Linked DNA regions of Mus musculus: all the other regions are linked to region 6. The links are chromatin contacts, called in public HiChIP or PLAC-seq and promoter capture Hi-C maps. All regions are on one chromosome and are shown on one strand. The core of a region is the stretch at or near the end of the contact, and the rest is flanking DNA. Distances in the headings are between cores, read along the strand shown.

Region 1 (4,841 bases), core at 1,773-4,272, 160 kb before region 6:
GAGTCAGTGTCTGTCATCCAAAGTAAATTCTAGCCACATTCTCTCAGAGATGATGTCTGCTACCCACGGTCATATGGCAATCTGATTGTCTTATGTACCGGATCTGACCACACTGTACCAGAGCTCCTCAGAAAACCACTAGCAATCAATGGGAGAAAAGAGAAGGTTTGGGGCAACATAGAAGTCCTCAACTTTACACCAAGGAAGTATACATGTTGGGTTCATGCTGTAGATGACCCAGGCACAATCTAGACCACATATGTCAACAGGGGAATTGGGACAAGGACACAGGCACACTGGGATATTCTACCCAAACCTCATCACACCCCATCCCTTGAACTATCACGTCCACCTGTTGGTAAAGGAACATCTGAAGAGTTATTGTAAGCAGTGGGCTAGATCCGTGGTGGCCTTTAATTCCAGTACTTGGGAGGCAGAGGCAGTCAGATCTCTGTGAGTTGAAGGTCAGCCTGGTGTACAGCGAGGCACTGTCTCAAAAAAAAGGGGGTGGGGGGTAGACGGGAGAAGTGGGCTGGAGACTCTTTGAGTCTTGAGCGTTATCAGAGATCTCTTCAGAACTGGGTTCTTTTGCCGAGTTAATAAAGAGAATAAAGGGGCTCTGGAAATAGCTTTCTCAAGATAAAGGCCGGGAAGCGGGGTAGCTAGCCTAAGAACAGAACCGCGCTAACCCCCAACAAAGCACTGCTGCTCTACTTGTGACGTGGAAAAACAGCGGATCCTCTCAGATCTAGGTCATCTGGACAACTTCTAAGAGGACACTCCCAGGACCAAATTTAACTACTTAGAAGACCTATGAGGCCCAGGGCAGAAGAGTTAATACCTGGCTAACTATCCCTCTCCCAACCTTATGCTCTGAGAGAGCTGCCACAAAATACCCACAGCTATTACTGTTCCAGAGAAACCTGCCATGTCTTAAGGAGAGGGGACCTCTCTGAGAGACCCCCTGCTTCTCCTTCCCAACTCAGGTTTCTTAGACGAAACCACATGTAAAGCTCAAATGTATCCCAGAGGTGGCCCACACCCAGTGAATCCCCGGGGAGCTGAATTAGAGGCAGGGCTGCTGAAAGTCCATTCTCTGCCAAGGAGGGGTCACCAGGGCAAGAGGACTGGACTTCCGAACGCTTTGGGTCCTTCGCACTTCATGGTCTCAGGGGACACAGCAAGAGCAGGCTAGATGTGGGAATGGAACCAGAACCTTATTTCATTCTTTTAACATGCTGCTGATTCGCAGGTGCTGCACCCTGGAGAATGACCTGGCGCAGAACACCCACCTGGAGACTGGGTGCTGTAGAAACCTGCATCGTCTTTCCCCAAGGCAAACCAGCTTGGTCTAGTCAAGAGTTTGGAGTCAGAATAGTTGTGTGGAAATAACTGCCTTTTGTCCCTTTCTTTTCAAGGACTGCTCTGGTACAGTGTCCTCGGGGTCTGTTCCCTGCCCTGGCTGAAGAGTAGTCCACAATTGTCCCTGACTAGCACGGGATTTCCCATGCCTCTCAGGTAGGGCTGGGTTCTCTTGGGTCAGGTGGGGCCAGGATGCACAGCTTAAGCAAGCGTCTCATACAGAAAAGCTTGTTCAGAGAGAGTTGCTTCTCTGCCTCAGGTAGACCCCTCCCAGTCTCCTGCACAGGGACTCAGTATTCATGTTAAGTCCCACAAGGAACCAGAAAAAAAGGCTGGGGAAATCTGAACAGAGCAGCCACTGCCTTGGGTCAGAGGGTACCTTATTAGAGAGCAAAGAGAAATCTGAGGCACTGGCCCAAGACAAGGGGCGCTGCTCACCGAAGAGGCAGGTGTAGAGCTTGCAGGAGGGAACCAGTATGATCCCGTACAGGCCTCCCAAGTGCAGCAGGACCATGAGAATGATGTTCCTCCAGACGTACTCCAGCTTGGGCGGGGGTCCCTCCTCATCCTGATAGGTGGGGTCGTGAATATCTTCTTTCATTTCAGGACGGATGTCTTCTTCCAGGTGGAGGGGCACCGTCTTCACCTTCTCTCGTTCATTTCCGGAGGGAGGTGCAGTGATGGTGGTGGTGGTCGTGTAAGAACTGGAGATCTGCAAAGAAAAAATTCAGTCGGGGGAGGCCGATCTGTGGGGCTCTCTCTCTCTGTCTCTCTCTGTGTGTTGTGTGTGTGAGAGAGAGAGAGAGAGAGAAATAGGAAAGAAGAATGAAACATTTATAGCCTCAGTAACACACAAAGGGATCCCCGTGTAAGTTATACAAGTATCGGTAGGACGGGCTTTTCTTTAAAGCAGCGGTTCTTAACCTGTGTCTCACGCTCAGCCCCTTTGGGGGTCAAATGTCCCTTTCAGAGGGGCAGCCCAAGACCATCGGAAAACAGATATTTACATTACGATTCAAAACAGTACCAAAATTAAAGTTATGAAGTAGCAACGAAATCATTTTATGGTTGGGGGGGAGGGGGTCACCACAACATGAAAAACTGTAGTAAATAAAGGATCGCAGCATCTTGAAAATTGAGAACCGCTGCTTTAAAGCTAAAGGCACGAAAGTTGGGACTCATCTGCCCAAATTACAATCTACACCTCTCAACCAACCGGTCACGTCAGAATTCGAGAAAGCCCAGTAGTCCGGAGAACTCTCAACTTTCTCCTCCCGGGACCAGTCACCTAGCTGCGTGGCCAGTGCAAGGAGCGAGGGCCGCTTCTGGAAGCTCACCTCTTGGAGCATGTGGGCCGGCATGATGATAGTCAGTTGCTCGCCTCACTTTCCCAGTGCTGAGATCGAGCGTGGACTTCGGTTCCGGAGCCCGTTGGTGTAGGCGAGTGGCGGAACTGCGCTTGGAAACCTGCCCTCCTGACTCTCGGGATGGGTGTTCAGCCCGGTCTGGCTGTGCACAGATCTCCCTGGGCTGGGATTTTAAAGGGTAGAGCAGGCGATGGGATGACCGTGTTCAGTATTTCCTCAGCCCCCTTTTATCGGCTGCCAGCAAAGGGTAAAGAGCGCAGAGATAGCTAGCCAAGGAAGCCAGGCGTGGAGGTGAGGGAGGGAGGGAGGGAGGGAGGGAGGAAGGGAGGGAGGGAGGGAGGGAGGGAGAGAGAGAGGGCGGGACCAAGAACGGGAAAGAAAGCCAAGTAGATTCCAGAGTAGACCTTGGAGGCGCCGGGATGCTGAAGGCATCAACAGGGCGCGCTGCTCCAACCCCCTGCCTGGGGATAAATGCTAATGTGCCTCCTGTGAAGCCCGTCTTGTCATTGGCCAAAGAGAATTTGGTGCCACCTTGTCCTGCCTTTTCCATTGGCTAGGCGCAATCTGCTGTTCCCTCTGCCTCTAGCTTCTCGCTCTCTCCTCCCCTCTTTTTCTCCTTATCCTCTTTGCTGTGGGCTGATGGGTGACTTTTCTTTAAGAGCAGGATAACGTGATTCCAAGTAGGAATTGTGTGCAAGCCTAGGACTTTGGTCTGGCGCTTAGCAAATGGTTCACTGGGGAAATCGCATCGAAAGAAGTGAGGAAGACACTGGCTACCGCCACTCACAACTCGGTCTAACTTCACATCTACCCCCACTTCCAGGCACCAGCAAAGAGAAACCCCGGGAGACTGGGATATGAGGGTGCGCCCAGGGCTCTGACCCGGGAAAACAATAGTGTATCCCTTCAGCCAGCATCCGGTTGCTGCTGCGTTCTTGACAGCACACGCTGAGTTACAACTGCACTCACTCATTGGGCTCCGTCTGCCGGGGACCGCCTCTGCTGGGAGCCAGAGCCCAATCCTAGCTGCTTCTCCTCAAACGGGACGGGACGTTTGAGAGCTCCTTAGATCCTCACGTTGAGATTCCAAGAAAAGGGACTAAGGAATCAAAGGGCCTGAGTGTGCGGTGCGAATAGCAAACAGGCACTTTGCGATCCCTAAGAAGTCTCAAGAATTTCCTTTTTGTTGAACCCACACTGACCCTGAGCAGTAGGTATTCCTTGGTACTTACTGTTATTGGTTTCTTTTTAGACAAGGTCTCTGAAGCTCTGACTGTCCTGGAACTCACAGTGTAGACCAAACTGGCCTCAAGCTTCATAGATCTGTGTCTGCCTTTGAGCTGGGTCCAGCTCCTCGGTCTTTTTAAAAAGGAAGTGAAATTTAAAAGAGTTGAGGTTACCTGTGGTCACGCTTAGCCAGTGTATGGTGGAGCTAGGAATTGAGTATCAGATGAGTGGCTCAAAGGTAAAGGCAGGCCTGGCATGGTGGCGCATGCCTTTAATCCCAGCACTCAGGAGGCAGAGGCAGGCGGATTTCTGAGTTCAAGGCCAGCCTGGTCTACAAGGTGAGTTCCAGGACAGCCAGGGCTACACAAAGAAACTCTGTCTCAAAAAGCCAAATGCAGCCTGGTCTACATAGTGAGTTCTTTTCTTTTTTTCCTCTTCTCGCTTTTCTTCTGCCTGCCTGCCTGCCTGCCTGTCTGTCTGTCTGTCTGATATCAATGGCTTTGCAGCCTACTCTACATAGTTCCTTTCTTTCTTCTGAAAAAAAAATTTAAGATACGGTTTCTCTATGTAGCTCTCACTATGTTGGAATTTGCTTTGTAGTCCAGGCTGGGCTTCAAACTCAGAGGTGTGCCTGTCTCTGCCTCTCAAGTGCTGGCATAAAGGTTTGTGCCACTAAGCCCAATTTACAAAGCAAATTGTAGATCATTCAGGGTTACATAGACCTGTTTGACAATAGCAGCAGCCAGGTTCTCCTGGGAATTTCCCCTATTCCCTCATTCTGCTCTTATCCCCTAGATCTGGGGATATTACCTGGACTAAACTGTAACACACGTTTGCCAGAAAAGACAAGGGCAGACCCAAGACAGCATGCAGTATAGGAGTCCA
Region 2 (4,854 bases), core at 2,055-4,554, 200 kb before region 6:
CCTGTTTTTCTTCCTAGTACAATTAAGTGCTTGCAACGCATGAAAGCTCACAGAAGTCCCTTGTAAACCTATGCAGCCCTGGCTATTCTACAAGGAGCAGGTGCATTCTATTCGTAATTTTAACTTTATTATATCTTCCTGGTCAAACAACCTAAACCATTCTTTAAATGTTCTACCCCCTATCCTAACTTCCTCAAACTATTTAAATCAAATCAGGAATTATGTAAAATCATGAATCCATTTAAACAGCATTATTCTATGAGAGGTCTTATTGATCTGCAGGAAAATTGCCCTGTAGAGTGGGTTGTGTCTTAGGAGCAATCCCACCAGACTGTCGGCAGTGGGGGTCCCCCTACGACCAACCACACCACGCCAGATTCAGGAGGAACTCAGCAAAGACAAGCATGAGAAGACAGAGCAGCAGCAAGAAGCAATCCTCGAGGAACCCCCAGCCAGGGCTGCGCCTCTCTGACGTACAATCATCGCATCTGTGTAAAACGATGGACCGTTTCCAGAAAGCTCACTTGCCATTTTCCGTTATTATTTGTAAGACTTTTTTTTTTATATATTAAAGTTTTCATTTTTTCTAAAGTTCTTTTCTTTCAAACTCTAATAAAATCGCTCTCAAGCTTCCAGTCCATTCTCAAATCCATTTATGAATGACACTAAGAGCTGAAGGGACCCTGGTGTCCCAGTCTCACTTGGTGACCAGGGACTCTCAGTGACAAAGCCACAAGGCTCCTTTCCTGCCTGTAGCGTGTTTATTTACCTGGATTATTAAGGATGGGTATGTGAATCTGATTTATTGGGGCTTTGAGGTCAAGGCTTTGTAATTCTTCAATAATTACCTTCAATAATTCTGGTAACAATGGCAGCTAGTATGGACTTGTGGGAGAATAGAACACTGGAAGACACACAGAAAGTGGGACCTACTCCAGTGGAGACTGGAGCCAAAGAGAGATTTCTCTCAAGAAGAGGTCAAAAGAAAAACTTGGGAGTGTGGAGCACTGTCTGTGTTCTTCATCAGGGGGAGTCAGCCCTATAAACTATTCTGAAACTATTTTCATATGAATTGTCTTATACAATTTTTGTTTCTTGAGATAAGTTCTCACTATGTAGCCGAGGCTGGTCTTGAACTCACTGTGTAGGCCAGGCTGGCCTTGAATTCATGGCACTTCTCCTGCCTGAGCCTCCTGAAGGTGAGCTTTGTGGCTGGAGTCTGAAGTCACCCTGATCCTTGTGAATCCCAGTGTAGCAATAAACGCATATTGTCCAGTTAGTTTAGAAGGGAGGGTGGTGATGCCTCAGTGATTAAAATCTTGAGGCCACAATTTTGGATCCCAGAGCTCACGTGACAAGATGGGGGCCCTACACAAACCTATAACCCCAGCTCAAAAGGGGACAGAGGCAGGAAGATCACTGGGGCTTTCTGGCTTCCAGCCTAGCCAAAAAGGTTGCTCAGGGGGAGACCCTGCCTGGAAAGGAACACACAGAGAGTAACTGCGGAGAACAGTTGACTGACTTCTGGCTTCCATGTGCACACACAAACACAGGCACCCCCCCCACCCCCATTCATATACACACAGAGATAGGTAGATAGATAGATAGCAGCTTTGGTTTTTTTTTTTTTTGTTTGTTTTTGTTTTTTTGTTTTTTTCCTTAAAGCCAAAGGTCTGGAGATGCAATGCAGTCCAGTGATGGAGTGTTTGTCTGGCATTCATGAGGTCCCGGTTCAATCCTCAACACTGCAAACAACAAAGAAAATGAGGTGTGTCCATTTTAAAGATAGTCCTTATATTAAATAATTATCAAAATCTTACATTAGCACAAGCCTAACATTCGCCGACTCTTGGCAAAGGCCCAGGAGCCATCCCTGGGGCAGCTGTACACCGCAGATCTGTGCAAGGCAAGCTCAATTGCAGTCCCTCTGAAGTGTGGGAGGAGTCGTCTTTCCCCTGCCAGGGGATCTTACAGAGCCACAGCGGTCCATCTTAGACCCCACTCCCATCCTTCTTTGTGTACCACAGCAAGCTCTGCAGAGAAAGCGGAGCTGCGGAAAAGCCTTTGACACTTGGCGTTTACACGAAGATGGGCAGGAACCCAGCAGCTTCAGGCCTCTTCTTGGCCTCGAAGAGAAGGTCACTGAGGGGCAGCCCAGGCCGCTGCCCCTGCCCCAGTAGCTGGCATTGTGGCAGGGGCTCACCCAGTCACTGTGCAGGCAGAGTTTTGTTTTGCTTTCTGGTCTAGTCACTGACTTCTATGGTGGAGACTTGAAAATGCTCACGTTCTCTATGCAGTGGTGGATGTGAACCTGGTTTTGTGTTTTTTTTAAACAAGAAGGAGAGTTGTAATTTGAATCTGAAATGCCTCCACTGACAGGTAACTGTTTTGAAGTCCAGTTCTCCAGTTGGTGGAGATATTTTGGGGAGCTCTGGAGTCTTTGGGAGGTGGGGGTCAGCTTGCAGCAGTGGGCTATTCAGGGCAGGACTTGAAAAATGATTTCTAGCACTCACTTTCTGTTCCATCATTCTCTGCTTGCAGATGCACTGTGATATAAGAGATGCCTCTCTAGAACTGAAGAGATAGCTCAGTGGTTAGGGGTGCATTCTGCTCTTCCAAAGGACCTGAGTTGTGCCCCCAGCACTTACGTTAGGCCTCTAACAACCACCTGTAATTCCAGTTCCACTTCTTCTGGCCTCTGTGGGCACCCACACACAGGTGCACCCACACACAGGTGCACACACACACACACACACACACACACACACAGAGAGGCATGAACACATGCACACACAGAGGAAAAAAATAGAACATAATGTCTCTGCCACAAGCTCCCACCACCATAAACTGAGTAGATCCACTGTGATTTCTCCATCTTCACACACTGGAAGGTTCTGTGAGGAACAGTAAACCTTTCCTCCCTTGGGGTCATCACAGTGCAGTGACAGCAGTTGACACAGACTGTGTTGTCTGGTTTTGTGTGTCCACTTAACACAGGCTGGAGTTATCACAGAGAAAGGAGCCTCCCTTGAGGAAATGCCTCCATGAGATCCAGCTGTAAGGCATTTTCTCAAGGAGTGATCATGGGGGGCGGGTGGCTCAGCCCATTGTGGGTGGTGCCATCCCTGGGCTGGTGGACCTGGGTTCTATAAGAGAGCAAGTTGAGCAAGCCAAGAGAAGCAAGCCAGTAAGGAACATCCCTCCATGGCCTCTGCATCAGCTCCTGCTTCCTGACCTGCTTGAGTTCCGGTCCTAACTTCCTTTGGTGATGAACAGCAATGTGGAAGTGTAAACTGAATAAACCCTTGCCTTCCTCATTTGCTTCTTAGTCATGATGTTTTGTGCAAGAATACAAACCCTGACTGAGACATAGGCTGTACCCTGAAACCCTAGGAAGTACCTTAGAAACAGCCAGGGAGCAGTCAGGGTAGCTAAATCCACAGGCTTTGGTACTTTTGTACAACTTCCATTACTTGATGGGAGTAAATCGAGTGCTTAGTAAAGCGTTTCTCTCCCCATCGGTTCCCGGCAGACCACACCTGTTGGCTTGGATATCCACCACCGCCAAGTAGAGTTGAACTCAACCCTGTATTGAATAACATTTGCCTTTTGTTAACTTGGGTGAGGGATTTCGCTGGGGGGCAAGTTTATGTGTCCGTCCTCCCCCCCCCACCCCCCACCCCCGCCTCTCCAAAGGCCTTTCTACTTACTAGCTCTAGATCTCACACACATGCACACACACACACACACACACGCACACACACAGGTATTCAAGCACGGACCCAACAGATGCTCACCCACACAGGCGTGTGCACATGCATACAGGCACACACACATGCACACAGGCACACACAGGTGTGTATGCAGGCACATAGATGCACACACACACACACACACACACACACACACACACACACACACACACACACAGAGGCATGAACACATGCAGTCTAGTCCCCAGACTCTCAGGGGGCTCTATCTCTTCTAAGTCTTCACCATGGTGATAGATCCGGACTAGCAGAAATACACAGCACTAAAATGATGCAGAAAGTGTAGAGGAGACATGATTGGCAGCTGTTCCTAACGGATGAGAGCAAGTGATGAGGGATCAGTGTAAACCTCTTCGCTTTACCTTTGTGTAAAACACAAACCTCCACATAAGATAAAATTTTACTTTAAGTAGAGTTAAACCGGGCATTGGTGGTGCACACCTTTAATCCCAGCACTTGGGAGGCAGAGGCAGGCGGATTTCTGAGTTCGAGGCCAACCTGGTCTACAGAGTGAGTTCCATGATAGCCAGGGCTACACAGAGAAACCCTGTCTTGAAAAAAAAATTAAGCAAAGTTGTCCTGAAGCAGTGATCCACAGGGTCTGCCCTCCCCAGACTCCTTGAGTTAAAATGAAGACACTCTAGATAGGATGCTGTGAACAAGACACAGGCTTTCTGCTGTCCAGGCTGTTGGCGTGGAGTGAGACCCCAGGAGGCTGTCGGGGTGAGCCAGAAGGATCTGAGTACAAATGGATGGAACTTGAAAATATTCTGAGTGAGGTCACCCAAAGGACATGCATGGAATGTACTCACTTATAAGTGGATATTAGCTGTAAAATACAGGTACCACACTCCACTCCACAGACCCAAAGAAGCTTAAACAGGAAGGAACAAGGGAGGAAGCTTGAATCTCACCTAGAAGGGAGAATTAAATAGCCATAATGGGCAGATGGAGTGGTAGAATTGAGAGAGAGGGGAGATGGGGCATTCAGGATCAGGTGTGGGGAAGGACAGGAGAGATGGCTAGATGGCCATGAAAATGAATGGAAATCTGTGACTGACAGGGATGAGGATGTGGGGGCATC
Region 3 (4,511 bases), core at 329-2,828, 190 kb after region 6:
GGAGCTGCAGACAACACCAAGGAGTCTTGGGTCCGCCGGGCAAGAAAGCTGTGTTTCTCAGCTTGAGCTTCCTGGAGCCGCCCTTTTTCAGACCCAGGGAAGCCTGGGAGGAGGGAGCGAAAAAGGGGGGGGGGGTGAGTTAAAACATCAGCTGAAGTGCCAAGATGATTTATGAGACTAGGGAAAATATTTCATAAAGATCTCCTGGATATTCTGTACTTAACCAGTTAGGAGACAAAGGGCTTCTCTCGCTTAGTGCGTGCGAGAAGACCCCAGCGAACAAGGGAGCGAGTGCGGGCCAGGCTGCAGAGACTGGGCCAGCGGCTCTGGTAGGAGCCGGGCCAGGCCGGCGTGCTGCGCCAGCTGCGCTCGCTCGGGATCTGCAGAGCTGGCGGCGGGCGGCGCTCAGTCGCGTTCATAGCCTCCTCTTCTCCCCAGCCGGGGAAAGAGAACGCCTTGGTCCCGCCTTGGGCTTCTGCATCCTCTGTCACTGCCGCGGACAAGCCGCTGCGCACCGTCTCCCGGCACAGTCCCTTCCCTAGCTACCCGAGGGTCCAGGTGCCAAGTTCCCTGGCTCTCCTACCATCCGTTGGGTCCCACCAAGGCAGGTGGGTTCTAGCCAGAGGCCTCTAGCTTGATTCCAAACCAGGCGTCTGGACTGCCCAGACTCCGGGGAGGGGGTGCGCGCCACCGCGTGTGGGACGGGAGGGGACAAACTGCTGGGCACTTTGCCCCGGAATGAGAATCATGCGTGCGTGGATGGGAAGGTACCACAGGAGGAAAAGGCGAAAGGGAAGGACCAGAGGGAAAGGGAGAGAGGAAGGAAGACACAGGGAGAAACGGAAAGGAACTCAGCGCAAGGGTAGCCGAGTTAGGACAGGGGCTGCGGACTCGCGGGCGTCTGGGATTTGCGGGCATTGGCCGGTGGATGGCAGGGCTGGGCGAGTTAGGACTGAGAGCCTGGCTTCGGAGTGCCGCGCGCTCGGAGGCCCTCTGTGGTTGCCTGAATATTCATTAGGCTGGCCGCTCTTTATCCTTATCTAACGTTTATCTTCTCGGCGAGTTTCGTTTCTCAGTGTAGTTTTAATCCGGGGCTCCCATTCCTCCTCCCCCTGGCCCGCTCCTCACCCTCCCTCTTCCTTCACCCGCTGCTCCCTCCCGTTTCCCCCCCCTCCCGGGCCCTCCCCTCGCCAGCACCGGAGTGACAGGCGCGGGGCCCTCCTTGCCGAAGCTCGGGGCTCCGGCGCTGGCGAATCACAGAGTGGTGGAATCTATTGCCTTTGTCTGACAAGTCATCCATCTCCCGGCGCGGGGAGGAGGAGGGGGTCTGGAGGGGGCTTTGCAGCTTTTAGAGAGACACACACCGGGAGCCCAGGCTCCAGTCTCCGGCCGAGTCTTCTTGCAGCCGCAACCCACCTGGGGCCAGCCCAGCGCTGCGGGCGCCGCTCGGCTCCTAGGCTGCCTCCCTCCCTCCTGGCCCTTCGGTCGCCGCGGCGTGCGCCTGCCTTTTCCGGGGGCGGGGGCCGGCTCGCACGCTCCCCTCCCGCGGGCGCCCGCTTGGACATCCCGGGGATTGCTACTTCTCTGCCAACTTCGCCAACTCGCCGGCACTTGGAGCGGCCCGGCTCCCCTCCTGGCGCCCTCGGGCCGCCCCCGCCCTGAGCTCTCTTGGTTCAGAGCCTCTCGGACAACCGGGTTCCAGGGGAGCTGAGTGAGCCGTCTTCCCTACCCGGCCTCAGCTCTGGCCGCAGCTGGCGCGCGAGCCATGCGCCCCAAGTGCCCCTTGGTCCAGCCAGTCGCCCCGGGGCTGCGTTGCTGACTGCCCAGCCGCGTGCCCCAACGGTGGCAAGTTGCAGCCTCTGCGGTCGCAAACCCCAGCGGGCCCGGAGGAGTCCCGGCGTGGAGCGCGGCGCGGCGTCCCCCGCCCTCGCTTGCCCCCCAGCAGTCGGGCGCCCGCTCACTCTCCCTCCCCCACCGTCCCTTCCTTTTCTCCTCAAGTCCTGAAGTTGAGTTTGAGAGGCGACACGGCGGCGGCGGCCGCGTTGCTCCCGCTCCTCTGCCTCCCGATGGATATGCACTGCAAAGCAGACCCCTTCTCCGCGATGCACCGTGAGTACCGGCGCCCGGCTCCTGTCTCGGTTCCAACCCCATGTAGCCCCAGCGCGGTCCGGCCCCCTGCGCTCAGGTCTCACCCTAGAGGCCACACTGGCCTTTCCCTGCTCCCTCCTTTCGTCCTTTCTCTTACCTAGTGTTTCTCACGCCTTCAGCCACCGTTCTGCTTTTTGCCACGCCATACTCACGGTTCTGCCTGCCTTTCTACCTTCACTAGTGTCTCACCTCCCTCGGCTCCTTCCACCTGCTCCTCCTTACCTCTCGGGATCCATAACCCTGGGCCCAGGTTCCAGCCACCCACCCCCTAGTCAGTCTTTGCCCTGGACTAAAGGACTAATTGGCAGTAGTTTTCAGGCTGTTCTCTCTCTCTCTCTCTCTCTCTCTCTCTCTCTCTCTCTCTCTCTCTCTCTCTCTCTCTCTCTCCTCCCTCATCTTTACCTTCCTCAAACTTAGAGTTGTGGGTAATCGTGAGGAGGCTCCTAGTTTGGGCAGCCTTGGTGTCAGGACAATTATGCCTAAGATCCTGGGGGTGTGACCCCCTTCTGAGCCTAAGCTCTCGGCGCCTCTTGTTCCCTTCGGCTTAGTTAAGGCTTCCTGGGGGGCTGCTTTGCTACGTCCCACCCTTTCTCCCACCCTCACCTCTTCCCCCCCCCCTTCCCTTCCCTTTTAGCTAGGAACAGGAGAGTGGCCGGTCACTTTTTTTTTTTTTTTTAACTTTGCCTAGGGAAGTGATCATTCTAAAAAAAAAACAATGAAGGATTTTGAGAAGAAATCAAAGTCAGGGAGAGAGGTAGAGCCATCCAGGCCAGCACCTGGATGCTGTACACTCGAGAGACTTCCTTGCCTGTCTCCACTCACTGTTGAGGACCATTCAGCCAGCGCCCTGGCCAGGGGGTCAGCAAGAATGGATATAATCAGAGGGAAAGAACAAAAGAAAGACAAATGCCAAGGCTGAGGAGAAAGGAAGGAGAAATCAAACCAAGAGGGGGGAAAATCAAGGAAAGAAAATTAAAAGGATGTTGGGGAAGAGAAATAAGAAAATAGGAATAGAGGAAATATCATAATGATATTTGAATGCATCTAATTCATAACGGCTCTTTAGCTCCGAAAACTATTTGTCAGGTATCTCCCCTTGCTTAAAAAGATAAATAATATTCTAAGTAGAAAAGCCCTCCCCATCTATAGATTAATAATTAAGGATAATTTGTAACTTTCCACAAGGTAACTTTTAGACCTAGCCTGATTTGTGCTTTAAAACGCGATCCAAGAGGGAGCCGTGTTTTGTTTGTTTCCTAAGCACATATTGAGCTTCACGGGACTATAAAAAAAAAAAAACACCTGCAATAAAATATAGTTCCCTAAATAATTTCTAGGTAAAGGAAACCCAAACGCGAGACTTCGGGTCGCTGCGAATCTCTCAGCCGGCCGGGAAGCCTTGCTCTTTTTCGGAGGGAATGAAGCAGGTTCATCCAGGCGGCCGGTCTCTGCCTCAGCCCTGCTGCCTCTGCAGCACTCGGGGGTTTTTGAGGATTGCTTCCTGGACCCATCAATCGGGGCCAGTGACGGGGAACCTCTTCGAAACCCAAAGGGGAGAAAAGCGAGCAGAAGGTGGTCGAAGGAAGGGAGAGAGGCTCTGCACGGGCCGGCGAGACGAGCAGCTACAGCCCGGGTTTGCGCCAGCGGCAGTTGCGCATTCTAGGCCCGGTTCCGCACAGATCCTCCGCAGCCCATCCGCCCTGAACTCCAGCGGTGCCCGGTTGCAATCCCCACCCCATAGATTAGGGCAGAGGGGCCGGGCCCGGAGCCCGGTGAGGCTGAATTATTCATCTTTAATCTGCCCGCAGCTGCCGCCTTTTCATACCGGTAACGCGAGTTCTCCCGGGGCCTAAATTATTGATGGTCCGGGTTTGTAGGGAGCAGAGGGGTGGGGGAGTGGGACCAAAGATGGGGAGACCATAGGGATGGGGGTTGTAAGATAAGAGGTTCTGGCCTCCCGGAACCACTGGATTAGAGGCCTCTGTCCAGGGGTTTCTTCTCCCAAGCTTGTTTTTTATCTCCCTATAAAAAGATGGGAGAGATTTAAAGAGGGCACGAGATGCGCCCGCTTTCTTCGAAACTCGCTGGAGGCCACGGAGCAGTGGCTGCAGGTTGTAGACCTTGTCTGGCCTGACTCTGCCGCTAGAAGCCTCTGCGGCTGGGTTGCTGAGTAATTGCGGCTGCAGGTTAATCGCTCTAGGTGCAGGATTTCTGGGCTGCTTTAGGCCGTAGAAAATGGGGCACCCGGCAGCGGCCTTGAGCCTGACACCCGGGGGCCTTCTTGGCTTCCAGGTTGGGAGCCCTCGCCCAGTTGGACGGGAAACCAGGAGCTCTGCTCTGGCCGCCAGAGCATCCGCCCTTAC
Region 4 (4,330 bases), core at 258-2,757, 160 kb after region 6:
ATGATGAAGGAGGAGAATGTTGTTGTGGTCAGATCTGGGAAGGGAGTCTTGAAGAGCAGCTGATTCAAACCTCACTTGGGAGGGGGCTCCACTCTCTATAATGGAGGTGTGTGTGTGTGTGTGTGTGTGTGTGTGTGTGTGTGTGTGTGTGTGTGTGTTATGCATAGGTCACGGTGACAGGAAAACCAGGACTATTACTCTGAAGCTGCAATCAGGTCCAAGGAATAAATGATGCAGCCCAGGGATCCCTGGCAGTGATCCTAGTTTCTAGAGATATGTTTGTATAATTTTTATGTATTTGTCGCATCGACTAGTCTTGCAAACTCCGAGAGGTCTATCATTGTCTTCGCAGGGTCTAGAATAGGGCCTAGCACATAGTAGATACTTAATAAATGTTTGTTAAAAACACACACACACACACACACACACACCAAAACTCCTGTAAGTCTTGGGTCATGCTTTCTTGGGCCATTACCAAAGAAGTCAGTTCATTCACCTCAGAACAAAAGCATCCGTAGGTAACCTCCCTCCACCAAGACTGCAGCTTAACTGCAGCTTGTCTGCAAGCCTTCAGCTTTTTTCCTACCTCTTTGGTGGATCCTTCCCATTAGACAAGAACTCAGAACGAGAGAGAATGCATCTGAGGAGGGCTTGGAGAGGTGGCCCAGCGCCTAAGACCAGTTTCTGCTTTTGCGGAGGACCTGGGTTCAATTCTCAGCATTGGACATGGTGATTCACCACCATCCATAACTCCAGTTTCAAAGGGACCCAGTGCTCTCTTCTGACCTCAGGTACCAGGTAGTCATGTAGTACACATATATGCATAAATATATATATATTAACAAATCTAATAAGGGAGAGAGAGAGAGAGAGAGAGAGAGAGAGAGAGAGAGAGAGAGACAGGTCTGATAGTACACCAGCGTCCCACTGGCCATCTGCTCTCCCTAGGTCTCTTTGACCTTTCACCCTGAACTCATGGACACCTCTCCCATGTCCACGCCTAAGGCTTCTTCCCCTTGGCATGCCCACAGGCACTTTCTCCTATGGTTCCCAAGGTAGGGGTTTCAAATGTATGCAAGCCCTGTTCCCAAACTGGTCCACGGTTTCACGTCCCAAACCAGGGATCATCCTTTCCCAGGAACTTCCCAATCTCCACACCGAATTTGAATTTTGGGGGTAGGCGTGGGCAGAAAGCAATAATGAGGGAAAGCAGATAAAGCCGGGGAGTGAGGGTGGGAAATGAGATCTAGGATTTCAAAACAAACAAACAAAACACTGGGAGGGGCGGGCAGCTAAAAGAAAGGAGCTGGAGAGCAGAAGGCAGCCATAGACGGAAGCAGAGAGAAACCATTGCTTGGCCCGGGCTGCCGCAGAGAGGCCCACGCAGAGGGGCATCGGCAGATAGAGGATGCCGGGAGAGCGGGGTGCCGGAGGCTCGGCTCGGGCTAGAGGAGAGCCGGGACCCCGGAGGCGCCCTGGCCGGCCGCGGTGGCTGCGAGCCCGCGCTGCCCCAGCCGCCGCCGTCTGTCGCAGGCCGCCCCGAGCCTGGGCCGCGGGGTCCACAGGCGGCCCTGAGAGGCGGCGGCGGCGCGAGGGAAGCCGGGGCGAGAGGCAGCGTAGCCGCGTGTGTGTTTTTATTATTATTATTTCTGATTAAAGAGGAATTCATCTCGTATCTGCCTCCTGCCAGGGGCCGAGGCGCCGCCATTGGGGTTAACGGTGCGGAAGAATACAAAAAAATTTCATTGAGGAGGATTATAAAAGTTACTAGCTGGAACATTAACAGAAGAGTAACTTGTAAAAAATGCAATATTACAATATTCACAAGGACGGCAGAGCGTGGTAAAGCTATAAAATTCAACATTAAAATCTTCCACAGCCTAGATAACCTAGTTAACAAACATGGTATTGGAACTACTTTTCTATTGGGGATGAGGGATACGGTGCCGGGGGCTGATCACACCTCGGCTGAGGGCGGGGTGGGGGCGGGGCGGCCTGGGCTAGCCCCGCCTCTCTCCTACCTCAGCCTCCTTCCCATGAAAATGGGCATAACCAGAACTCTCCTAGGTGGAAAACGCTGGCAGAAAAGCACCTTCAAACGTCGAATGAGTTTGCACGTTTGTGAGGTTTTTTCTTATGTGATGTACTCAGTGAAGAAGAGAGTTCAGGTTGGATTTAGAATTCCTGCATAGGGTGCATACTTCTCTTTAACTGCTGGAAGTATGCATAAAATGTATTTTGAAAGGATTTAATGTGTGATTCAGTGATGTGTTTGTGTGTGTGCATGACTGTGTATGTACTCAAAGTGCACATGGAGAACAACTACATGATATGTGCATGTAAACAGGGTATTCAGGCCAAGGTGATTTGGCATGTACACTGTGTGTTCATATGTATGTGAAATAAGTGACTGTGAGGAACAGATATGTGTATGCACAGTATGTGTGAGTGAGATGTAAGTTTAGACAACATAGGAGCATAGGTATTTATGGAGTACATGTCTGTTCTGTGTGTTCATGTACAATGTGTGTATTTTGGGCAGGCATGGTATAGTTTTCCAAGAAAATATGTTTATATGTGGCACGGTTTCGTGTGCAGGGTACAGACATCAGATGGCATTATGTGGCTTTTAATAGGCGGTATGTTCAAATACTACCAAAAGTATGTTTGCTGTGTTTGCATAATAGGCATGCGTAGACAGTACTTGAGGTATGATACACGAGTGTACAATGCCTGTGTTCAGAGTGTGTGCACCTGAGTGTGATGTGCGTGTATGGGGCTGACTGTGGATGCAAGTGCCCAGATACTTTGTATAGGAGTCTATATCTATGGTGCACTGGTATTTGAGCACATGAATGTACATGCATGAAAGGTGTGTGTGTGTGTGTGTGTGTGTGTGTGTGTGAAACCCATAGACGTGTGAGCTGATAAAGTGTGCACCTGCAGAAACAGAACATTGGTGTCTATCAACCCCTCCAAATGTGATGATCCAAAGCACAGACTCAGGGGACATATCTTGAACTACATGTACTTTCCTGTGTGCTAAGTCTCTATATGACCTTGGGTTCACAGGCTCTAGGTGTCTTAGGGTCACTGTTCACAGTATGGCGACAACACTTATTTCACAGAGTTGTCGTTCTGGTCACATGAGTTAATACTCGCTATGGTGGGAGTAAGAATAGCTGGTGCCCTAAAAATGTTCAAAACAGAGAAGTGTGATTAAGAATCTAGGGGTTAGCTGGGCATGGTGGCTACACACCTTTAATCCCAGCACTTGGGAGGCAGTTGCAAGTGGATCTCTGAGTTCAAGGTCAGCCTGGTCTATAAAGTGAATTTCAGGACAGCCAGGACTACAGAGAGAAACCCTGTCTCAAAAACAAACAAACAAACAAACAAACAAACAAAAGGATTTAGGGCTTGCTGGGAATTGAACTCAGGACCTCTTGAAAAGCAGCCAGTATTCTTTTTTTATTATTATTATTATTATATGTAAGTACACTGTAGCTGTCTTCAGACACACCAGAGGAGGGCATCAGATCTCATTATGGATGGCTATGAGCCACCATGTGGTTGCTGGGATTTGAACTCAGGACCTTCAGAAGAGCAGTCAGTGCTCTTAATCACTGAGCCATCTCTCCAGCCTGCAGCCAGTATTCTTAACAAATAAAAAGATCTAGGGATTAGGAGCAGGAAAGACAACTCAGATTAGCTTCTCTTGCAGAGGACCTAGATCTGGTTCCCAGAACCCACAGGATGGCTCCCAACTGCCTATAACTCTAATTCTAGAGAATCCAATGCCCTCTTCTGGTCTCTTTGGGCACTAGGCCCAGATGTGGTGCAGATATATACACAGGCAACACTCATACACATAAAATTAAAAGGTAGAATTAAAGTTAAGAATCCTGAGATGAATCAATTATCCTGGATTATACAGCACTTGGAAGGCAGAGGCAGATAGATTTTTGTGAGTGTGAGGCCAGCCTGATCTACATATACAGTTCCAGGCCAGCCAGGGTGACATCATCATCATCATCATCTATCCTAGATTATCTGGTTGAGCCTATGCCACCAGAATGATCTTCTCAGAGAAAAACACGCACATTATCAAAGGAGAGCTGAGAACAGAAACATAGGCAGATATGAGGCAGCCATGACCTAGGGGGTGTGGGTGACTTACAAAAGATTCAAACAGGCAAACAAATCCTTCCCCAGGGCCCCGAGAAGAAGTTAAGCCCTGCTAGCACAGTTTCAATTTCAGAACCCCAAAATGTAAGATAATAAATGTGATGTTTAAGATGTTCACAAGTTGGGCTGGAGAGATGGCTTAGCG
Region 5 (4,601 bases), core at 936-3,435, 130 kb before region 6:
TATTGATGTCATGGCGGGGAGCATGGTGGCGCACAGGCAGAAGTCGCTGAGAGTTCTGTTGGGGTCCAGGAGGAGTTGCCTCACGAACCACACCGACACTGGTCTCAGTCAGATAGAGTTGGTTTATTGAGCCTATTTCCCAGAGCTGATTGATCAGGGCCATGGTTTAGACTCAGAGGCTGAACTGGGACATTGAGTTAATATCCTTCGGGGCATTTTAGGCCTGAGATCTACAACCATCTGTGTCAAGTTACTTCACCAATGAGGATTTAGAGGTAGGGGGTTTTCTATCTTTGGTGTGCATTTGTCCTGTTCCCATTGGTTAGGATATTCAACTGTGGTAGGGGGTTTGCCTTGTCTAATGTTCGTGTCTTAACTTGTCAATCAGGATGGGACTTGTCGGACATGCATGCCTTTACTTACCAACCAGGATTTCAGTTACCCAATGTGGTGGTTTGAATATGCTTGGCCTAGGGGCTGGCACTATTAGGAGGTGTGGCCTTGTTGGAGGAAGTGTGTCACTGTGGGGGTGGGCAATGAGAACCACCCCTAACCACCTTCTCCTAACCATGTGGGAACTAAGTCTTCTCCTAGTGGCCTTGAGATGAAGAGGCAAATCTCTCAGCTCCTCCTGCACCATGCCTGCCTGGATGCTGCCATGCTCCTACCTTGGTGATAATGAACTGAACCTCTGAACCCGTAAGCCAGCCTCAATTAAATGTTGTCCTTATAAGAGTTGCCTTGGTCATGGTATCTTGCCACCATAGTAAAACCATAACTAAGGCACCCACATACATGTCTCTTTTTGCCAAGTAGGATGTCAGTGCCCAGGGAGCTCTAGGGAACTCTAACTCTACTTGACCCTTACTGAAAACAGGAGTCTTATTATCCCAAATAGTTTTTTATATTAATGCAAGGGTCTCTATTATGTTGTGGTCTATCCCAGGGGCAGCTTATAAACGCAAATACAATAAAATCTTATACACAGGTGCAGGAAGTGCTGCTGGGTGGTTGGTTCAGGTCCAAGCTTATTGTGACTAACTATACAAAGCAATCCTGACTTCTGTTGTGATTGGTTTCCAAGAACGCCAAAGCACAGAACATTCTAGTAACAGCCTTAACAGCACAGGAGAAAGTTTCCTTATAATATTAGTGACAGCACAAAGTGGCAGGCTAGACAGGGAACAGGGCCTTAACATTTGACCTAGACCACAGCAAGTTCTACTGAAAGAAAATGAGATTTTGTATCTTGTGATTCATGTAAAAGAGTTGTCTATGAGCCCCTACCTGGGGCCGAGAACAAAGCAGAACAGACAGGGCTGTTGTTAAGACAGTCCTAAGAACAGCTTGATTGTACAAGCAGGGCTATCTTGTCTGGGTCAACACCACCTGGCCAGAACCTCCCCTCTGTCTACTGCCCCTTGACGCCGGGTAAAGTCATACATCAACTGGTTGCTATGTGAACAAGATAAGCCCCCAGCCCACAGGAACAAAGTCCTGATGCCCTGTAATCTTTCTGTTAATGTTTGAATAAGCCAATAGTGTGTCACTATGCTGAATTCCACACCCCTAAGCCCCTTACCCCATAAAAACCCCTAGCTTTCGAGCCTCGTGGCCGACATCCGTTATCTCCTGTGTGGGATGCATGTCGGTCCGGAGCTCCGTCATTACATCAAGAGATGGTCCTTCGTGATTTTTTGGGTGCACGCCGAATTGGGAATTGGGTGGGGGTTTCCCCACTAGGATTAACACTACATCCAGATCCGCAGGCAGCTGGAAACAAGAATAGCACAGGGTTTGGAATAAGCTTTTCAAGAGTTTATCACACCCGCAGTGAGACACTTCCTTCAACAAGGACACACAGCCTAACTCCTCTCAGGTAGGGCCACTCCTTGATGACTAAGCATTCAAATCTGAGCCTCTGGGGGCCATTCGTATTCAATCCACTGCAGCCACCCCAGTCAGTCTTTCCTTACAGATGGACTCTATCCTCCTGGAGGCTTTGTCAGGATCTCACCAGCTCTGTCCTGGGGAGTGTCGGTGCCCACTCCTCTGAGGCACCTAGAACTTTCTTCTGTTAAGTCATCAACTTCCAAAGGACATCCTTCAGATCATTATTCTCCAAACTAAATAATTTCTAGTCTGTCTCAAAAAAAAAAAAAAGTCATTACAACATGGTGACCAGAGGCCAAAGGGTTGGGCTAGGAATTTGCAGATTCAGGTGTAGATACTACAACCGACCATTTACTATCTGAGGCAGTGAACAAGTTGCTCCTCCCCCTCCTGCTCTTCCTCCTCCCCCTCCTCCTTCTCCTCCTCCCCTTCCCCTCCCCTCCCCTCCCCCTCCTCCTCCTGCTCCTCCTCCCCTTCCCCTCCCCCTCCTCCCCCTCCCCCTCCTCCTTCTCCTCCTCCCCTTCCCCTCCCCTCCCCCTCCTCCTCCTCCTGCTCCTTCTCCCCCTCTTTTTGTTTGTTTGTTCATTTGTTTGTTTTGAAGCAGGGTTTCTCTGTGTAGCCCTGGATGCCCTGGAACTTGCTCTGTAGACCAGGCTGGCCTTGAGCTTGGAGATCCACCTGCTTTGCCTCCCAAGTGCTGGGATTAAAGGCAAGTGCCACCACTGCCCGGCCTGACTAACTTTCTTAACTTCCTTGTGTCAGATTTCTCCCTCTCTATCCACCTGATCCAACAGGATTATGTGGCCATTTTATGGGCCATTCACTCGGCCTGGCATGCGGTGTGACAGCAGTTTCAGAGTGCTCACCGTGCGGGCTCCTGTCTCAGCTGAGATTAATTTAATGCCATTTATTGGTATAAGTGTACCAAGGGACCTGACTATCACAGTGTCCTGTGTCATTACTCCTGTGGTATCTAGACTTGGAAGGTCCATAAGGACATGCACAGGAAGTGACATCTGAGCAGGGACAAGGAGAATGTAGCCCTGAAAGGGACAGGAAGAGAATGGAAGTTTCTGGGAAGAGAGGCCAGCATGTGCTAAAGCCAAGTTTAGTGATGGCGCATCTGAAGACGGAGCAGAGGCCAGGAGCAGCAGAGTGATGACCAGGAACAGGCTGGAATTCTTGCAGGGCCTCATGTGGGCTGATATGAAACTGAACTTGGTCCTGGGGGCTGTAAAGAAGCCCCAAAGGGGTCAAAGCATAGGCCTGGGCAGGATATGCTAAAGCTCTATTTCTGAGTGTTAGGTCAGTAAATATCCCTGGGAAAGTTTAAAGGAGGAAACCAAGATCACTTGTACTGTCTACATATACAGTGGACACAGCCAATGACCGCCACAGTGACCACCATGACTGACCATCACAATGAACACTACAAATGATAACCTCAATGACAATGACTGACCACCACAGTGACCATGATGGCTTACCATCACAGTGGATAGTATACCTGATCACTATGGTGACAGAGACCGGGTCTCTCTCTACATAGTCCTGGCTGTCCTAGAACTTATTATATAGACTATGCTAGCCTCAAACTTAGAGAGATCCTCCTGCCTCTACCTGCTGGGCAATGGGATTAAGGTCATGCACTACCATACCCTGCTGGAATATCTTACTTTCAAAATACCCTATCAGGACACTGAATCAATTTAGTCAGATTAGTATATGGCATGTTGGTTAAATACCTGGGCTCTGAATGAATTCAGCCTGCCTGGCTTCAAGGCAGGCTTCAAGGCCTGGCACTCCAGTTGTCCGCTGTGTGATGTGAGGGAGTTCGAGCATCTCTTAGCCCTTCATACCCGATAAGACTATTGTGAAAGGCGAAACAGCCCGTCAGGATTGTGCTATACATTTAGCGCAACGTCTGATGGCAATGGCGAATGAGCATGCTCTCTTCCCCTCACAACTGACACCGCAACCACACTGCAGGCAGCCACAGGGCAGGGCAAGGATTGATCTGAAACTTGTAACCATGCAAAGATGCTATCTCCTCTGAACTGGGCTCTTTATAAATCTCAAAATCATTATTATTACTTAACTCTACCTTGAGAATTAAAGCACGTGCCCACAAATTTAAAAATCAACAAAAACTACTTCTGAGACAATATCTATCAGTTTTCCCTTTTTATACATGTACATACATGTCCAGATGTGTGTGTGTTCAGTTAGCGTGGGCTCACATGTGGGAGTCAGAGGACAGCCTTGGGTGTTGCTCCTTGCTTCCCAACGTGCTTTTAAGGCCGTATCTCTCGCTGTGCATCCCTGTGACCACCAGGCTACCTGGCCCCTGAGCTTTCCAGGATTCTCCTGTCAGCCTCCCCTCATGACAGATGCGCTGGGATTACATACGTGTGCTGTCACATCTGACTTTATATGAGTTGTGGGGATCTGAACTCTGTCGTTTGTGCTGTTGTGGCAAAGCTCTCTCTATCTGCCATCTCCTTGGCCTGAGAAGACTGTGTTCTGAAGGTTCCTACAATTACTAAAACAATACTCTGTGAGTTCCCTGGTGCCCTCCCTTTTCTTTCTCTCTGCCTTTGTCTTCTCTCAAGCAAATCTTCAGGGAACTCAGAGCCTTCAATGCATTTTGTGCATTCAGAGTCTCAGCTATGTTGGGGCTCTCTAACACCCCAGCCCTCACCTTCCTG
Region 6 (4,725 bases), core at 1,680-4,179:
CGGTACCCTGCTTTTATCATGGAAAGTATTGTGTTAAAGCTGAAAGAAAGATGAAATTTTAAGACCTGTAAGTCATATAAAGTACTCAGAAATTGCTGGTTGTTTGTGAGCCTAGAGGCTGCCTGGGGCTGAGAAAAAAAGAAAAACCTGGGTATGCCCTGTAGATAAAACATTCCTGGGAACATCTTGACCATTAAGATAAAGAGGAATGTGAGGACATAACAGGGCTATCTGAACTGAGTCAACAACTCACAGAACTCTGAGACCCTGCACGTACATGTAATTTTTCTGCTGATGTTTGAATAAGCCAATAGTGTGTCGCTATGCTGAATTCCACACCCCTGAGCCCCTTACCCCATAAAAACCCCTAGCTTCTGAGCCTCGTGGCCGACATCCGTTATCTCCTGTGTGGGATGCATGTCGGTCTGGAGCTCCATCATTAAACTGCCTCATGTGATTACAGCAAGATGGATTCTCATGTTTCTTTGGGTGCTCTCTCACTCCTGAGACTAGAGTGGGGGGGTCCCGAAAGGGGGTCTTACAAAAGCCTGTCAAAAGACTACTCTAAAGCTGGGCAGTGGTGGCTCATGCCCTTAATCACAGCGCTCAGGAGGCAGAAGCAGGAGGTACCCTGGACAGCTTGGTCTACAGAGCAAGTTCCAGGACAGCCCAGGCTGTAGGCATTCCAAAAATAAATCCCATTTAGTTATAGTATGTAAACTTTTTTGTATGGTGCTAGATTTGTTTCGCTAGGGACTTTTGTATGTCTGTTCATAAGGGATATTTTCTCGCTTTCTCATCTTGATATCTGGGTAATGCTGGCCTCATAGGATGAATGGGGAAGTCTTCCCTCCTCCTCTGTGTCTGAAGGATTGTTAGTAATTCTGTTCTAAGTGTTTGGTAGGACTCATCAATGATCCACATTGTTTTGGGCTTTTCTTTATGGGATTAATAAAAAATCCCTAATGTAGTTTTGATATGGGTCCAATTAGATTTTTCTTGAATTAGTTATTATAGTTGGTGTTTTTTACAGGAATTCCTCGATTTCATCTAGAGTCTCTATTTTTAATGTTCACTTGCTGATAGTATCTTATATATTGCTTTTTATATTTGTAAAGTCAGTGTTATGTTCCTGCATTCATTCCTGATTTTAATAATATGAATTTCTAGGTCTGGTTTATTTTTAATTTTCAAGGCTATAAATTAAAAAAAAAAATCAACATTGCAGATAAAATCTTGACTGCTGCCAAACCCCTTCATGGAGATAACCCTGTTATCAACTTGTTATATCATAGTGACTATGTAGCTTAAGTATATAACTAAGACAGAAGTATTAATTTCTATTGCTGCATATTCAGTTAAATTTTGTTTTAGTGTTCTTTAAACAAGTCATAAAATTAGCAGCCCAAACAACACCTACTTAATATCTCACATTTGTCATGAGTATTGGTTCTGGTTAGTCAGGTCCACAGCTCAGGGTCTCACCAGTGTGAAACCAAGGCCTATGCCATGACATCTGAGGCTCTGAATCCTTTTATAAGCATAGCAGTTATTGGTCAAATTCAATTACTTGAATTTATAGGGCTACACTTCCCATATTTTTGTTGGCTATTAGCCAATAGTCTTTCTCAGCTTGTAAAGAATTCACTTGTCATTTTCTGAAATATATGCATATATATGTGTGTGTGTATATGAATATACATATATATTCAAGGCAAACCAGAGAGCATGTATTATGGATTCAAATCCCCAAGCCTTTTGTCTCTAACTAATGTTTCCAGATTTAAAGGGCTAGAGAGATAATGTCTGCCCTACTCAAGATAAGTCTCCATTTTGATGACCTCAAATTTGACTGGTTAGGGACTTTGACTACATATTTGCCATATAATGTTACCTAACTACAGGGACACCACCCTGTCATAGATGCAGTTCCTACTGTCATTTTAAGGGGAGAGACTTAAATAGGATATGTACACCATGGGATGACAATCTTGGCCTCCTGTAGGTATTCATTAGAATGGTCCAGTAAGGGCTGGCGAGACTGCTCAGCGGGTAAGAGCACTGACTGCTCTTCCAAAGTTCCTGAGTTCAAATCCCAGCAACCACCCATAGTGAGATCTGACGCTGTCTTCTGGTGCATCTGAAGTCAGCTACAGTGTACTTATGTATAATATTAAATAAATCTTTTAAAAAAAAAGAATAGTCTAGTAAGCAAACAAAACAATTAATACCTTCTCTTATAACCAGTATGTATTGTTGGAAAATGTGAATATCTGTGGTTGCATAACATTGGTCTCATTGCAAGATTAGATTTAAGTAGGTGAGATAGTGCTATATGCAGAAAAATCAAATAATACTGAACAAAAATGGATTTTATATTACTTTTTTTTTTTTTTAAAGGGATGGTGGTTTGCTGTGTTATTCAGACTGGCTCTGAACTCTTGGATTCAAGTGGTCTTCCTGCTTCAGCGTCTGGAGTAATTGGAACTATAAGCCCTTGATCTTCTCTAGATTCTGAATGAATTCAGTTTGTCCTTAATCATCTGTCTAAGCCTTCAGGACAGCTTTACCCAAGGTCTATGTGCTAACTGATTTTTCTAGTGATTTCTTAAGTGGATCTAAGCGTTGGCTTCTCTCCCCACCCGAGAGAGTAAAGCTTAAAGCTTAATTACACTTGCCTCCGTCTTTGCCTCTGTAGGCTTGAACATAGGGAGGCAGCAATATTTCGTGGGCTTGTTTGTCCCTTTTCTAAGGAACTAAGCGAGTCGGCCTTATGGAGCCTAGACTGTAGTCCTGCAGGTCACCGCTAGGGAGCGCTCCTTCAACCTAGGCGCCCACCTACTTAAAAGGTCTCGATCGGTTTCTCTTGCAGTCCATCTCTATGGTGTTCGTTGTTGTTGCTTCCGGAAAGGGCGGAGCTTTCACTTCCGGCGGGGCCGTCCCTAGAGTAGAGATGGCGGCGACGGCAGCCGAGGTTGCGGCCTCTGGCTCTGGAGAGGCCCGGGAAGAAGCCGAAGCTCCGGGTCCCGCCTGGGATGAGTCCCAGCTACGAAGTTACAGCTTTCCGACCAGGCCCATCCCACGTCTGAGCCAGAGTGACCCTCGGGCGGAAGAGCTCATCGAAAATGAGGTGGGGGGCGGGGCTGCTGCTGAAGGGGGTGGAGGAAGGGACCCGGTTAGCGGAGAGGTGGCACACTGATCAGATTGTGGACAGAGGCTTGAGAGGCGGGAAAGGGAGATGCTACGTCAGGAGAGAGTGACAGGAGACACTGTTGTGAATTTGACAAGTACAGATATCGTCGAGAAGAACATATTAGCGCCTTGGAATTACTTCATTGATTTTTTTTTTTGATGTTTTTGCTTAGGAGCCAGTGGTGCTGACCGACACAAACCTTGTGTATCCTGCACTGAAGTGGGACCTCGAATACCTGCAAGAGAATATTGGCAACGGAGATTTCTCTGTGTACAGTGCCAGCACCCATAAGTTCTTATACTATGATGAGAAGAAGATGGGCAATTTCCAGAACTTTAAGCCAAGGTCCAACAGGGAGGAAATTAAATTTCATGAGTTCGTTGAGAAACTACAAGCTATACAGCAGCGCGGGGGAGAAGAGCGGTAAGTTGCCCCGTCAGTAGAACCAGGGCATCCGCTTTCCTGTACTTGTTTGAAGGTGTGGTGGAGTTGGGTAAGAAGAGATTGGCACCTCCAAGCCTCTGGGTTCCACGAGTGAATATTCTGCTCTGCGCTTTGAGTTCTTGATGGTTCTTTTTAGCTTAGTGGATGAGGGCAGCATTAGCCTTGAACTGTGAGTCCAATTTCCTGTCTTTGGTAGTTAGAGTGACAGTTGTTTTGCAGGGTCAGTCAGACGAAAGAAAGGCTTTGACCGTGCCTATGTGGAACTTATACTAGCCTGATAGCATATGTCCAGTTAAATCATTGTGCGGTTCTGTTTGGGAGGGCTGTCCCAGGGTTCGAAAATTTCAAGCTCAAAATGGAAGATTTTTACTTAAGATCTTTTGATTTCTTGAAAAAAAAAAAAAGATTGTGTTTTATGTGTGCAGGTGTTTGTATTTAGTTGCTATTGTTTTGGGGGGGGCGGGGCAGGGACTCACTCTGGAGCTCTTAACTGGACTGGCTGGAACTTGCCATATAGACTAGGCTTGCCTCAAACTCGATAAGATCCTCTTGCCTCTGCCTTGAGTGCTGAGATTAAAGTGTTTACCTGTTTGCCTTGCACACCATGTGTATTTAATGCCTGTAGAGGGCAGAAGGCATTCCATTCTCTGCAAAGGAGTTACAAATAGTTGTTAACTGCCAAGTGGGTCCTGGGAACCGAGCCATGTGGGTCCCAGTCTCCTACTGCAGCTGTTACCCGATGAACCATCTCTGCAGCCCTTTTGACATTTAAAGCGCGCACGCGCGCGCGCGCACACACACACACACACACACACACACGCACACGCATGTGCACAGAGTAAGGCAATAATTGCTTGTTGGATTTAGCCCTGAAATTGACAGTCTTGATTCTCAAATACTTTTCTGGCTAGGGACAAAAAGTTGAGCCGTCCTTTATGATTTGGGTTGGGGGTATCAGGATCCTCTAGCTTTGGGAAGGTCAGAACACATTGCTTGATACACTGTTCTATTGGTCCAAAATCATTTGGAAGAGTGATTCTTCCTTTTTGTTTTTATTTCCACTTCTGAGGACCGCCCAGTTATATAGG

What was found. Promoter capture Hi-C pulls out the DNA fragments that hold promoters and counts their contacts. HiChIP or PLAC-seq counts read pairs in DNA pulled down with a chosen protein or histone mark. Capture Hi-C pulls out chosen DNA fragments and counts their contacts.
Region 1: a promoter capture Hi-C map of liver shows a contact between it and region 6. The contact joins the promoter of Scd1 here to the promoter of Hif1an in region 6. A contact is called at or near these places in 2 of 39 promoter capture datasets (cranial neural crest and erythroid cells), 1 of 15 datasets of contacts at CTCF or cohesin (the NIH/3T3 cell line), 9 of 115 datasets of contacts at active chromatin or transcription factors (the SCID.adh cell line, embryonic stem cells, epiblast stem cells and 5 more) and 3 of 9 other capture datasets (adipose tissue, liver and pancreatic islet).
Region 2: an H3K4me3 HiChIP or PLAC-seq map of bone marrow-derived macrophages shows a contact between it and region 6, with 3 times the contacts expected there. The contact joins the enhancer-like site here to the promoter of Hif1an in region 6. A contact is called at or near these places in 12 of 39 promoter capture datasets (the 3T3-L1 cell line, the C10 cell line, HPC-7-derived erythroid cells and 6 more), 2 of 15 datasets of contacts at CTCF or cohesin (embryonic stem cells and large pre-B cells), 2 of 484 Hi-C or Micro-C datasets (both in B cells), 4 of 115 datasets of contacts at active chromatin or transcription factors (bone marrow-derived macrophages, embryonic stem cells, large pre-B cells and 1 more) and 1 of 9 other capture datasets (liver).
Region 3: a contact with region 6 is called in a promoter capture Hi-C map of embryonic stem cells, with 6 times the contacts expected there. The contact joins the promoter of Pax2 here to the promoter of Hif1an in region 6. A contact is called at or near these places in 18 of 39 promoter capture datasets (the 3T3-L1 cell line, the C10 cell line, the HPC-7 cell line and 11 more), 14 of 484 Hi-C or Micro-C datasets (B cells, ECoMG-derived neutrophils, the HPC-7 cell line and 11 more), 23 of 115 datasets of contacts at active chromatin or transcription factors (astrocytes, a colorectal cancer cell line, craniofacial prominence and 15 more) and 3 of 9 other capture datasets (adipose tissue, macrophages and pancreatic islet).
Region 4: a contact with region 6 is called in an RNA polymerase II HiChIP or PLAC-seq map of embryonic stem cells, with 13 read pairs. The contact joins the enhancer-like site here to the promoter of Hif1an in region 6. A contact is called at or near these places in 1 of 39 promoter capture datasets (hippocampal neurons) and 9 of 115 datasets of contacts at active chromatin or transcription factors (T-cell acute lymphoblastic leukemia, embryonic basal ganglia, embryonic forebrain and 5 more).
Region 5: a contact with region 6 is called in an H3K27ac HiChIP or PLAC-seq map of extraembryonic endoderm stem cells. The contact joins the enhancer-like site here to the promoter of Hif1an in region 6. A contact is called at or near these places in 4 of 39 promoter capture datasets (the C10 cell line, hippocampal neurons, pre-B cells and 1 more), 6 of 115 datasets of contacts at active chromatin or transcription factors (embryonic stem cells, extraembryonic endoderm stem cells and pro-B cells) and 3 of 9 other capture datasets (adipose tissue, liver and pancreatic islet).

What each region holds. Positions count from the first base shown.
Region 1 is chr19:44,404,687-44,409,527 of GRCm38.p6, forward strand. Scd1 (stearoyl-Coenzyme A desaturase 1) reads right to left here and starts at 3,023. Exons shown (of 6, transcript NM_009127.4): 1 at 2,700-3,023; 2 at 1,801-2,074. The coding sequence starts at 2,723.
Region 2 is chr19:44,357,032-44,361,885 of GRCm38.p6, forward strand. No RefSeq gene overlaps it. Among named protein-coding and RNA genes, the nearest start is that of Scd4, 26 kb to the left of the region's middle. Within about 2 kb of position 3,305, at least 3 of the 459 cell types and tissues checked have an H3K27ac peak or open chromatin away from gene starts, as enhancers often do. A contact at or near this core is called in bone marrow-derived macrophages, where this site is marked.
Region 3 is chr19:44,755,328-44,759,838 of GRCm38.p6, forward strand. Pax2 (paired box 2) reads left to right here and starts at 1,579. Exons shown (of 10, transcript NM_001368747.1): 1 at 1,579-2,109. The coding sequence starts at 2,067. RefSeq lists promoters at 1-2,041, 1-2,041, 767-2,041.
Region 4 is chr19:44,724,749-44,729,078 of GRCm38.p6, forward strand. No RefSeq gene overlaps it. Among named protein-coding and RNA genes, the nearest start is that of Gm35610, 14 kb to the right of the region's middle. Within about 2 kb of position 1,508, at least 87 of the 459 cell types and tissues checked have an H3K27ac peak or open chromatin away from gene starts, as enhancers often do. A contact at or near this core is called in embryonic basal ganglia, embryonic forebrain, embryonic stem cells and 1 more, where this site is marked.
Region 5 is chr19:44,425,671-44,430,271 of GRCm38.p6, forward strand. No RefSeq gene overlaps it. Among named protein-coding and RNA genes, the nearest start is that of Scd1, 20 kb to the left of the region's middle. Within about 2 kb of position 2,186, at least 10 of the 459 cell types and tissues checked have an H3K27ac peak or open chromatin away from gene starts, as enhancers often do. A contact at or near this core is called in extraembryonic endoderm stem cells and trophoblast stem cells, where this site is marked.
Region 6 is chr19:44,559,925-44,564,649 of GRCm38.p6, forward strand. It overlaps Hif1an (hypoxia-inducible factor 1, alpha subunit inhibitor), which reads left to right and starts at 2,930. Exons shown (of 8, transcript NM_176958.3): 1 at 2,930-3,130; 2 at 3,366-3,616. The coding sequence starts at 2,954.